Regions from separate parts of the Canis lupus genome. Here region 1 is linked to region 2. Evidence: chromatin contacts called from public Hi-C data. All regions are on one chromosome and are shown on one strand. The core of a region is the stretch at or near the end of the contact, and the rest is flanking DNA. Distances in the headings are between cores, read along the strand shown.

Evidence for each region. A called contact is a pair of places that touch in the nucleus more often than the background predicts.
Region 1: a contact with region 2 is called in a Hi-C map of liver, with 4 times the contacts expected there. The contact joins two enhancer-like sites. A contact is called at or near these places in 4 of 9 Hi-C or Micro-C datasets (amygdala, blood and liver).

What each region holds. Positions count from the first base shown.
Region 1 is chr30:18,040,712-18,044,943 of UU_Cfam_GSD_1.0, reverse strand. No RefSeq gene overlaps it. Among named protein-coding and RNA genes, the nearest start is that of MAPK6, 50 kb to the right of the region's middle. Within about 2 kb of position 1,728, at least 3 of the 20 cell types and tissues checked have an H3K27ac peak or open chromatin away from gene starts, as enhancers often do. A contact at or near this core is called in liver, where this site is marked.
Region 2 is chr30:17,958,623-17,963,214 of UU_Cfam_GSD_1.0, reverse strand. No RefSeq gene overlaps it. Among named protein-coding and RNA genes, the nearest start is that of LEO1, 17 kb to the right of the region's middle. Within about 2 kb of position 3,139, at least 8 of the 20 cell types and tissues checked have an H3K27ac peak or open chromatin away from gene starts, as enhancers often do. A contact at or near this core is called in liver, where this site is marked.

The sequences.
Region 1 (4,232 bases), core at 479-2,978, 83 kb before region 2:
AGCCGAGATTAAGAAGAGGATCTATCCAACACCAGCATAATTTGATATAAGCATCGTGGAAAACAACTTGGTATTGTCATCAGGAAAGCTTTAAATCTTACCACCTTATAATTCAGAAATTAACCTTCTAGGAAGGTATTCTAAGAAAATAATAAGAAATAGCAAAAGATATTTGAGTACAAAGAGGTCTATTGAAATATTGTTTATCATGATAGAAAATTATATCAGCCTAAATGACTTATAGCAGGGGAATGATTAAATAAATGATGAAATAGCTATAAAATGGAACAGGATACATTTTTGTTTATTATGTACATTTACAACTAATTTTCAGTAATAAAAAATAGAGGATATAATCTTGAGGCACTTTCCACAAAGATTTATGAAGCACCTACTATGTACGGGGTACTGCTTTAGGCACTTGGGATACATCATTGAGCAAAACTGAAACGATCCTGTCTTCTTGGAGTTCACACTGAGGGTGTGAGGGAGACAATAAACAATAAAAGGTTAAAGGTGCTGTGTTGAAGGAAACAAAATAAGAGCAGGGTAAGAGGGACACAAAGACTTGAAGGTATAGAGTTTAGCCACACTGGTATCAAGAGGAGTACATCTATGTACAAAAGAGACCTATGTCCTCACCTGTTAAATGTATATTTTATTTTTTTTAAATGTATATTTTAATACCCATATTATATATATATATTTTTTAAGGTTCATTTATTTATTTCAGAGCAAGAGAGAGTGCACGAGTAGGGGGGTGGGGCAGAGGGGGAGAGAGAGTGAGAGAGAGAGTAAGCAGACTCCCTGCTGAGCACAGAACCCTTGTGGGGGCTCTATCCCAGGACCTCGGATCGTGACCTGAGCAGAAACCAAGAGTTGGACGCTTAACTGACTGAGCCACCCAGGTGCGCCTATATTTATCCTTAGGTTGATTCTTTACATAGCTCATATATTAAAACAAACAAACACCAAAATATCAATAGTGGCTATCTGTGGAAGATAGGATTGTGGTGATCTTTTATTATATTGTTTATAGTTTGCTGTATTTGCTAATATGAGTAGGCCCAGTTTCATTATCAGGAATGAAACTATATATGATGTTACATGTCTTAAAAAGCGCAGTTCCAGACGCCTGGATGGCTCAGCAGTTGAGCCTCTGCCTTCGGCTCAGGTGGTGATCCTAGGGTCCTGGGATTGAGTCCTGCATCAGGCCTCCATGCTTCTCCCCCTGCCTGTGTCTCTGCTTCTCTCTGTCTCTTATGAATGAATGAATGAGTGAATGAATTAAATTAAATTAAAAATAAAAAGTGCAGTTCATCTACCCATTCCCTACCCAGGAAGGGTTTCCAGAAGAGGGCAAGGTGTAGTTTAAAGGTGGTCTGGTGTCTGACCTTTCCGAGGAGACAGCGTTCCTCCACAAGAGGGCGCCTGGCTTTCGGGTAAGGAGCGGGTGGAGACCCGAGTTTGGAGTCGGATTTGAAGGGAGCCGTGTGTAAAGCATCAATCTTACCTATTTCCACGTCCACACCTCGGAACCATGCCCAGCGTGGCTCAAAAGCCCTTGGCACTCGAAGGCCTGGCTCCTGGGTCAGTAATAATGTCAAAGTCCATTTCCCCCGAAAACAGTTAGTACATACAGTTTAGCAAGACTTGGCCTCAGCCAGTACAAGTGGGAAGAGCATGTTCCTTGCCCTCGGGAGTGAATAACCAAATGTAGGACCTCACTGACCTGATTCCCTCGTTCTCTCTCCATCGTATTCATACCCACGCGATGACATACCTGATCCCAACGACGGGGGGGCTTGTTCTGCCCTTCCCTGAAGTGGTGCACAGAAGGCTCCACTTTAGATAACTCCTAGAGGTGGCTGGCGCCCAGATGGTGCCACTTATGGATAACCACACTACCATATCCCTCACTGCATAAAAGCTGGGGATTAGGGTCCATTGGGGGGAGCGGTTGGGGGCGAGGGGAAGAAGGGCTGCATCGTGTCCTGGGCTGTGCACCTGCCCCTGTCAGTAAGTCACGCTGAATAAAACTGGGTGTAAATGGTATAGAGTGGCTTGTATTGTTTTTCAGTCTCCAGGTGTCTCCTCAGTCCAGGATGCGTCTACTGTCCCTCCTGCAACTTTTTTTTTTAAGATTTGTATTTATTTATTTATTCATGAGAGACACAAAGAGAGAGAGAGAGGGATCCCTAGGTGGCGCAGCGGTTTGGCGCCTGCCTTTGGCCCGGGGCACGATCCTGGAGACCCGGGATCGAATCCCACGTCGGGCTCCCGGTGCATGGAGCCTGCTTCTCCCTCTGCCAGTGTCTCTGCCTCTCTCTCTCTCTCTCTTTTTTTTTTTTAAAGATTTTATTTATTTATTCATGATAGTCACACAGAGAGAGACAGAGAGGCAGAGACACAGGCAGAGGGAGAAGCAGGCTCCATGCAGGGAGCCCAATTTGGGACTCGATCCTGGGACCCCAGGATCACGCCCTGGGCCGAAGGCAATGCTTGACCACTGAGCCACCCAGGCGTCCCCCCTCCTCCACCTTCTAACAACAAACCCAAGAGAACTAACTCAGTTCCTTTTTCCCAGTGGGACCGCTGGGGGAGAAAAAGGAGGTCTGTAGAGCAAGAGAAGATCCAGCAGAGGTCGATCAATGCAGAAGCAAATGTGAATCAACGGGATGCTCTCCCACGCTGGAAAGATAGGCGCATAGAGCAGGGAAAGGCAGGTGGAGAGGGCAAGAGAGGTAGAGGCACAAGTAACACTGCAAAAAGCCATTGACCTGGATGGTGCTGGAGATTTTGCAACCTAATGACCCCCGGTTATCAGAAATTGTACCCCTGGCCCCCAGTCTCTTAGCAAACCTGACCTACATGAAACCAAAGAGCAAAGAGACTGTCCATAGCTCAAGGCGCTGACGCAGTCACTCTGTTGTGCCTGCCAATTTGGCCTGCAGGTGTTTACTTATCTGATCTTGGCTGGATGAGCCCTCACTTCCATCATCCAAGGCTTGCTTCCCTACATGTTCGGGAACATAGTGCTGCAGGCACTGGCCAGAAGATGGGAACGAAAGTAGACATAATGCCCAAGAAATGTACCTGACTCATCCCAGTACATGATGGGATGGGAAAAGAGAAGAGGGCCACCCAGCCCAATCTGGGGCTCAGGGAGGGCTTCCTGGATGAGATGGTACTTGAGCTTGTTGGGAAGGACACATGGGTGTGTTTGAGAGGAGGAGAGGGTTACCGGCCAAGGGAACAGCACAGGGGTAAGAGAGGATGACCTTATGTCCATGCAAGCAGCGTGTCATGACTGGAGCCTGGTGTGAATGCATGAAAGTGGTAAGAGGCAGGGCTGAAATGGAGGCTGTTTTTATTTAGGGTGTTGGTGACCATCCTTGAGCTATGGATGGTCTCTTTGCTCTTTGGTTTCATGTAGGTCAGGTTTGCTAAGAGACTGGGGGCCAGGGGTACAATTTCTGATAACCGGGGGTCATCAATGGAGGCCCTGGGAAGCCTTGAGCGTTTTAAACAATGGAGCTACCTGAACATTGACAGTTTGCAAAAGTCACTGATGAGCTTTGTGTGGCCAGATCCACCAGATACTTTTCAATATGTATCTTATGTGAAGTTTCTCAGGAGTATTTGGTACTGCTGCCTTCTCCATCCCCCCTGGAGCAATCTCCTGTCTTCTCGGTCACTAAGTTCTGCTTTTTCTGTCTGGTTCTCTGATCACTTTTTCCAGCTCCCACTCTGGCTGCTCCTCCCCTCTCTGGCCTCTGATTGGTGTTTACAGGCCCTGTCTTGTTTCCTGCTCACCATCAGCTCCTGCTCTCAACCACCTCATTTTATTATTGTGGCATCACATATACCCATATAATAGTGTCAGGGGAGAGGGAAGGGTCCAGAGTCAAGGGTCATAGCTCCTGGTGTCATGACTCAGTGAGCATGTTCATACTGAATTATGAGCAATTGTGGGATGAGTCAGGGTGGAGGGGTCGTTATGGATTCAGGGATACTTGGAGGCATGTATTGGAGGAAGAGAGAATTGCTGATTAGAATAGTCAGTGTCCTGAATCTGAAAGAAAGTAGACTACAGGGCTCACAACTATTTCCAAGTGTAGAGGGAGTGGTAGACACCAGCATGTTTTAAAAAACCAAGTATAGGGTCTGAGAAGAATGTGAATGCAGGAAGGTGCAGGGAAGATGAGTAGGCCCAACAGAGCAAGCTGACT
Region 2 (4,592 bases), core at 1,890-4,389:
TGTTTTGTTTTGTTTTGTTTTTTGTTTGTTTTTTTAGATTCCACACATAAAGAAGGTCATATAGTATTTATATTTCTCTGTCTGACTTATTTCAACTTTGTATAATGTCTTTAAGTTTCATCCATGTTGGCCATGACAGGATTCCCTTCTTTTTTACGGCTAAATAATATTCCATTGTATATTTACCAACTTTCTTTATCCATTTATCTGCTGAGGGGCACAGGGTTTTTTTTCTACATCTTGGCTATTATAAATATTGCTGCAGTGAATATGGGGGTGCAAATGTCTTTGAAATAACAATTTCATTTCCTTTGGATATATACCCAGAAGTGGAAATGCTGGATCATATACTAGTTCTATTTTTAATTTTTTGAGGAACCCTCATATTGTAAAACACATTTCATTCTCTAACTGGTTTTGGCAATCCAAAAATATATAATGTTCCTCTGTTTAATACACATTCACCTACCTAATCCTTGCTATTTAGTATTTCACTGTATAACTGCATTATAATTTATTTGAACAATCCTTCACTGACGGCTGTTTTGATTGGTTACAATTTCTGGCTATTATAAACAAACTTTCAGTGAATATTTTGTACATATATATTTGGATATCTGTCATTATTTTCTCAGGATAAATATCTAGACATGGAAATGTTGAATCAAAGCATATACCCATTTACAATTTAAATAGGTGGTGCCAAAGTGCTCTTTCAAAAGTTGTCTCATTTTATTACTACCATCACCAGTATATGACCATGCCCTGAAAAATGTAATTTAAATGGTTGGATAGGATTTCAGTTTGTGAATGTTTGCTAATTTATTTGATCTATTCCCTGCTATGGTGTTTCTAATATTTCTGATTTTTTTTTTAAGATTTTACTTATCGGGATCCCTGGGTGGCGCAGCGGTTTGGCGCCTGCCTTTGGCCCGGGGCACGATCCTGGAGACCCGGGATCGAATCCCACGTCGGGCTCCGGGTGCATGGAGCCTGCTTCTCCCTCTGCCTGTATCTCTGCCTCTCTCTCTCTCTGTGTGACTGTCATAAATAAAAAAAAAAAAAAAAGATTTTACTTATCTATCACGAGAGACATACAGAGAAAGGCAGAGACATAGAGGGAGAAGCAGGCTTTTCACAGGAAATCCGATATAGGACTTGATCCCTGGACCCGGGACGGGACCACGCCCTGAGCCAAGGCAGACGCTCAACTGCTGAGCCACCCAGGTGTCCCTAATATTTCTCATTTCTATAAATAATGCTATAATAAATACCCTATACATCTTCATGCAAATATCTTATTTTCCCAAGATAAAGCTTTTGATATGGAATTACAGAGTCAAAGGTAAGAATATGTTTACAACATTTTGATACATATTATCAGATTCAGGTCAGTATTTGGAACTTAAGAGTTGTTTTTAAGAATCAACTTGCTGCTAAATAATAAAAAAAAATTTTCTAATGACTACGATTGTCTTTGGAAATAAAGTCTTGTGGCCCTCAAATAACCTTTATGCTATTTTCCTTTTAGTTTCTTCTTTAGCACTTAGACCCAGGATTCTATCCTATTCCCCTTCCAAATTTTGTTTCTGTTTTAAATGGCAGATAAAAAGTATGTACATGTGTGTTTGCAAGTTGGAAAATTAAAGGTATGCATACATCAATGTGAATCATTGTTAATCAAAAATGTCACACCCATTTATGGGATTAACTCTGTCATTTCCTTGATGAGTAAGAAAATAAATTGCAGCCAAGGAAATAAAATCTTTACTGGAGTCTAGGAAAATTTCATCTTACAGAGCCCAAGGAAGAAATTGAAATTTTCCAAGAAAGATAATAGTTGCTTTATTCTAATGTATTACTTTATCAGTAGATACATAATAATCAGATACAGAAAGAATTTTCTTGGTGTCTACCAGTCTTAAGAGTACTGCTTTTGTTTTTGTTTTTGTTTTTTTTAATTGGGAAAAGAAGAGAAACCAAAGATATAAGTAAGTTTTATTACAGGAAATGTTTTTATTGTTATCTGAAGTTAGTGTTTTCCAAATCTCTTCTCTCCTTCATGCCACTGTCATTTCCTTGGCCAATTCTTCATTAAGGAAGAGCTAATAAAGGTGTGTGAGTGCCTGTGTGTGCACGCGCGTGCGCGTGCTGATGAATTTTGCTGATGAATAAGGTCTCTCCAGGGTATACCATCACCATCTTGTGGCCTTTTGCCATATTACCACTAAAGGTTTTACTTTTACTTCCTTTTTTTTTTTTTTTTTTAAGATTTTATTTATTTACTCATAAGAGACACACATAAAGAGGCAGAGACAGAAGCAGGCTCCTTTAGGGGAGTCCGATGCCGGACTCAATCCCAGGACCCCAGGATCACACCCTGAGCCTAGGGCAGACGCTCACCACTGAACCACCCAGACGTCCCACCACTAAAGGTTTTAATACCGGAATTCTTTTTGCAATTGCAAATGTGAAATACAGTGTATCTCCTTTTGGTAATCCTTCTGTGGATTAGATAAAATATGCCCAGGGCCAGATACAGCCCGCATGCCAGGAGTTCCCACCCTGCAGTGAGATGGTATCTCTGCACTTGTGCTGTGTTCTCACCTGATTCTAAAACAACCAATTGAATAAGGAAATCTAGTGAGATTTTTATCAGAGTAGCTTTACTGGAAAGTGACATTTTCAGTTCTGTTTTAGGTTTGAGCTGAATCTGTTCCAGTGGTTCCTTTTGATTTGTGAAAATATTGGTTGGCAGGGCAGGTTGTAAGCCTAACTTGTCTTTCTATTTGTTTATAATGTTATAATGCTGAGAATGCCTTCTTACTTTTGTTTCAATAGTCCTCCACTTTAGTACTATTTTATTATGTTCTTTAAAAAAGAGTGGGGTTTTTTTTCCATGCCCTTTCTTGTGGATGGTTCCTCTTTCCCTTTGTCTCTTTAATCTATTTCTTCTTTTCTTTCCTTCCTTATGCTTCTCATTTTGCTTCTTTGCTATCCTTGCTGCATATCACTTTACTTCCTTGGCTTCCTCTGCTAACACCCACCAGCACAGCGCCCCGCCTCCCCTCTCTGTGTCCTTTCTTTGTTCCTTCTAATTCCTTCCCCCAATCAGTAGTTGTTGTTCTGGCTCTTCTAGTGTCGAGTGCACCAACCTCATGTACTCGCTGCACAGGTCTTTCAAGGACATAGCTCCCTGGTAACCCTGAAGCTTCAGGGAGAAACCTAAATCCTACCTATTCAAGGAAGCCACTCTCTAAACCTAACCTTAGATTCAAGAGGAAATATTTCAAAAGGACAACCTTTGCTTCAGTCCTGAGAAGTGCTTCATTATCTGACTCATTACTTTTCTTCTGTTCTTTTTTTTTTTTTTTTTCTTGACATAAGTGCAAATTTTCATAGGAAGTGCACGGGAACATTTTCCAAGCTCATATTTGCTGTGCAAACTCTCATTTGCATAGGGAACAATCACTGACTAGTGCTTTGGAGATGATACTTGAATCTTATAAAAGTGAGTTAGATTAATGATGCTGAGAGGAAAGAGATTTGGGAAAAGGGCTATCATTTTGGAAAACAGCTTACATTTTGTTGTTGTTTTGTTTTGTGTTTTATAAATTTATTTTTTATTGGTGTTCAATTTGCCAACATATAGAATAATACCCAGTGCTCATCCCATCAAGTGCCTCCCTCAGTGCCCGTCACCCATTCACCCCCATCCTCCCCTCCTTCCACCACTCCTAGTTCGTTTCCCACAGTTAGGAGTCTCTCATGTTCTGTCTCCCTTTCTGATATTTCCCACTCATTTTTTCTCCTTTCCCCTTTATTCCCTTTCACTATTTTTTATATTCCCCAAATAAATGAGACCATATAATGTTTGCCCTTCTCCGATTGACTTATTTCACTCAGCATAATACCCTCCAGTTCCATCCACGTTGAAGCAAATGGTGGGTATTTGTTGTTTCTAATGGCTGAGTAATATTCCATTGTATACATAGACCACATCTTCTTTATCCATTCATCTTTCGATGGACACTGAGGCTCCTTCCACAGTTTGGCTATTGTGGACATTGCTGCTATAAACATCGGGGTGCAGGTGTCCCGGCGTTTCATTGCATCTGTATCTTTGGGGTAAATCCCCAGCAGTAACAGCTTACATTTTATTATGAGATGTATATTTCTGTCTTTTCCTGGTAGCTGGAAAACCATTCCATGAGGTAATTAGCTTTACAATTCAAATAACTTTTTTGTTTGTTTGTTTAAGAGAAGAGGGGCAGAGAAGGAGGGAGAGAGAGAATCTTAAGCAGGTTTCATGCCCAGCACAGAGCCCAGCTTAGGACTTGATCCCACAACCCTGAGATCATGACTTGAGCAGAAATCAAGAGTCAGATGCTCAACCAACTGAGCCACCCAGTCATTCAAAAAACTTTTGCAGCTACAAAAAAGTTAGAGCTTCTATAAAAAATTATTTGAGGCCCACTGTGGATTGTGACAATAACAACAATTGTCATTTATTGTTAGTGGAAGAGTCCAAGATTTACTCATTCTTCAGAATCCAAAGACTTCTATGTTCATAGGATCCTGGATAGCAAAGT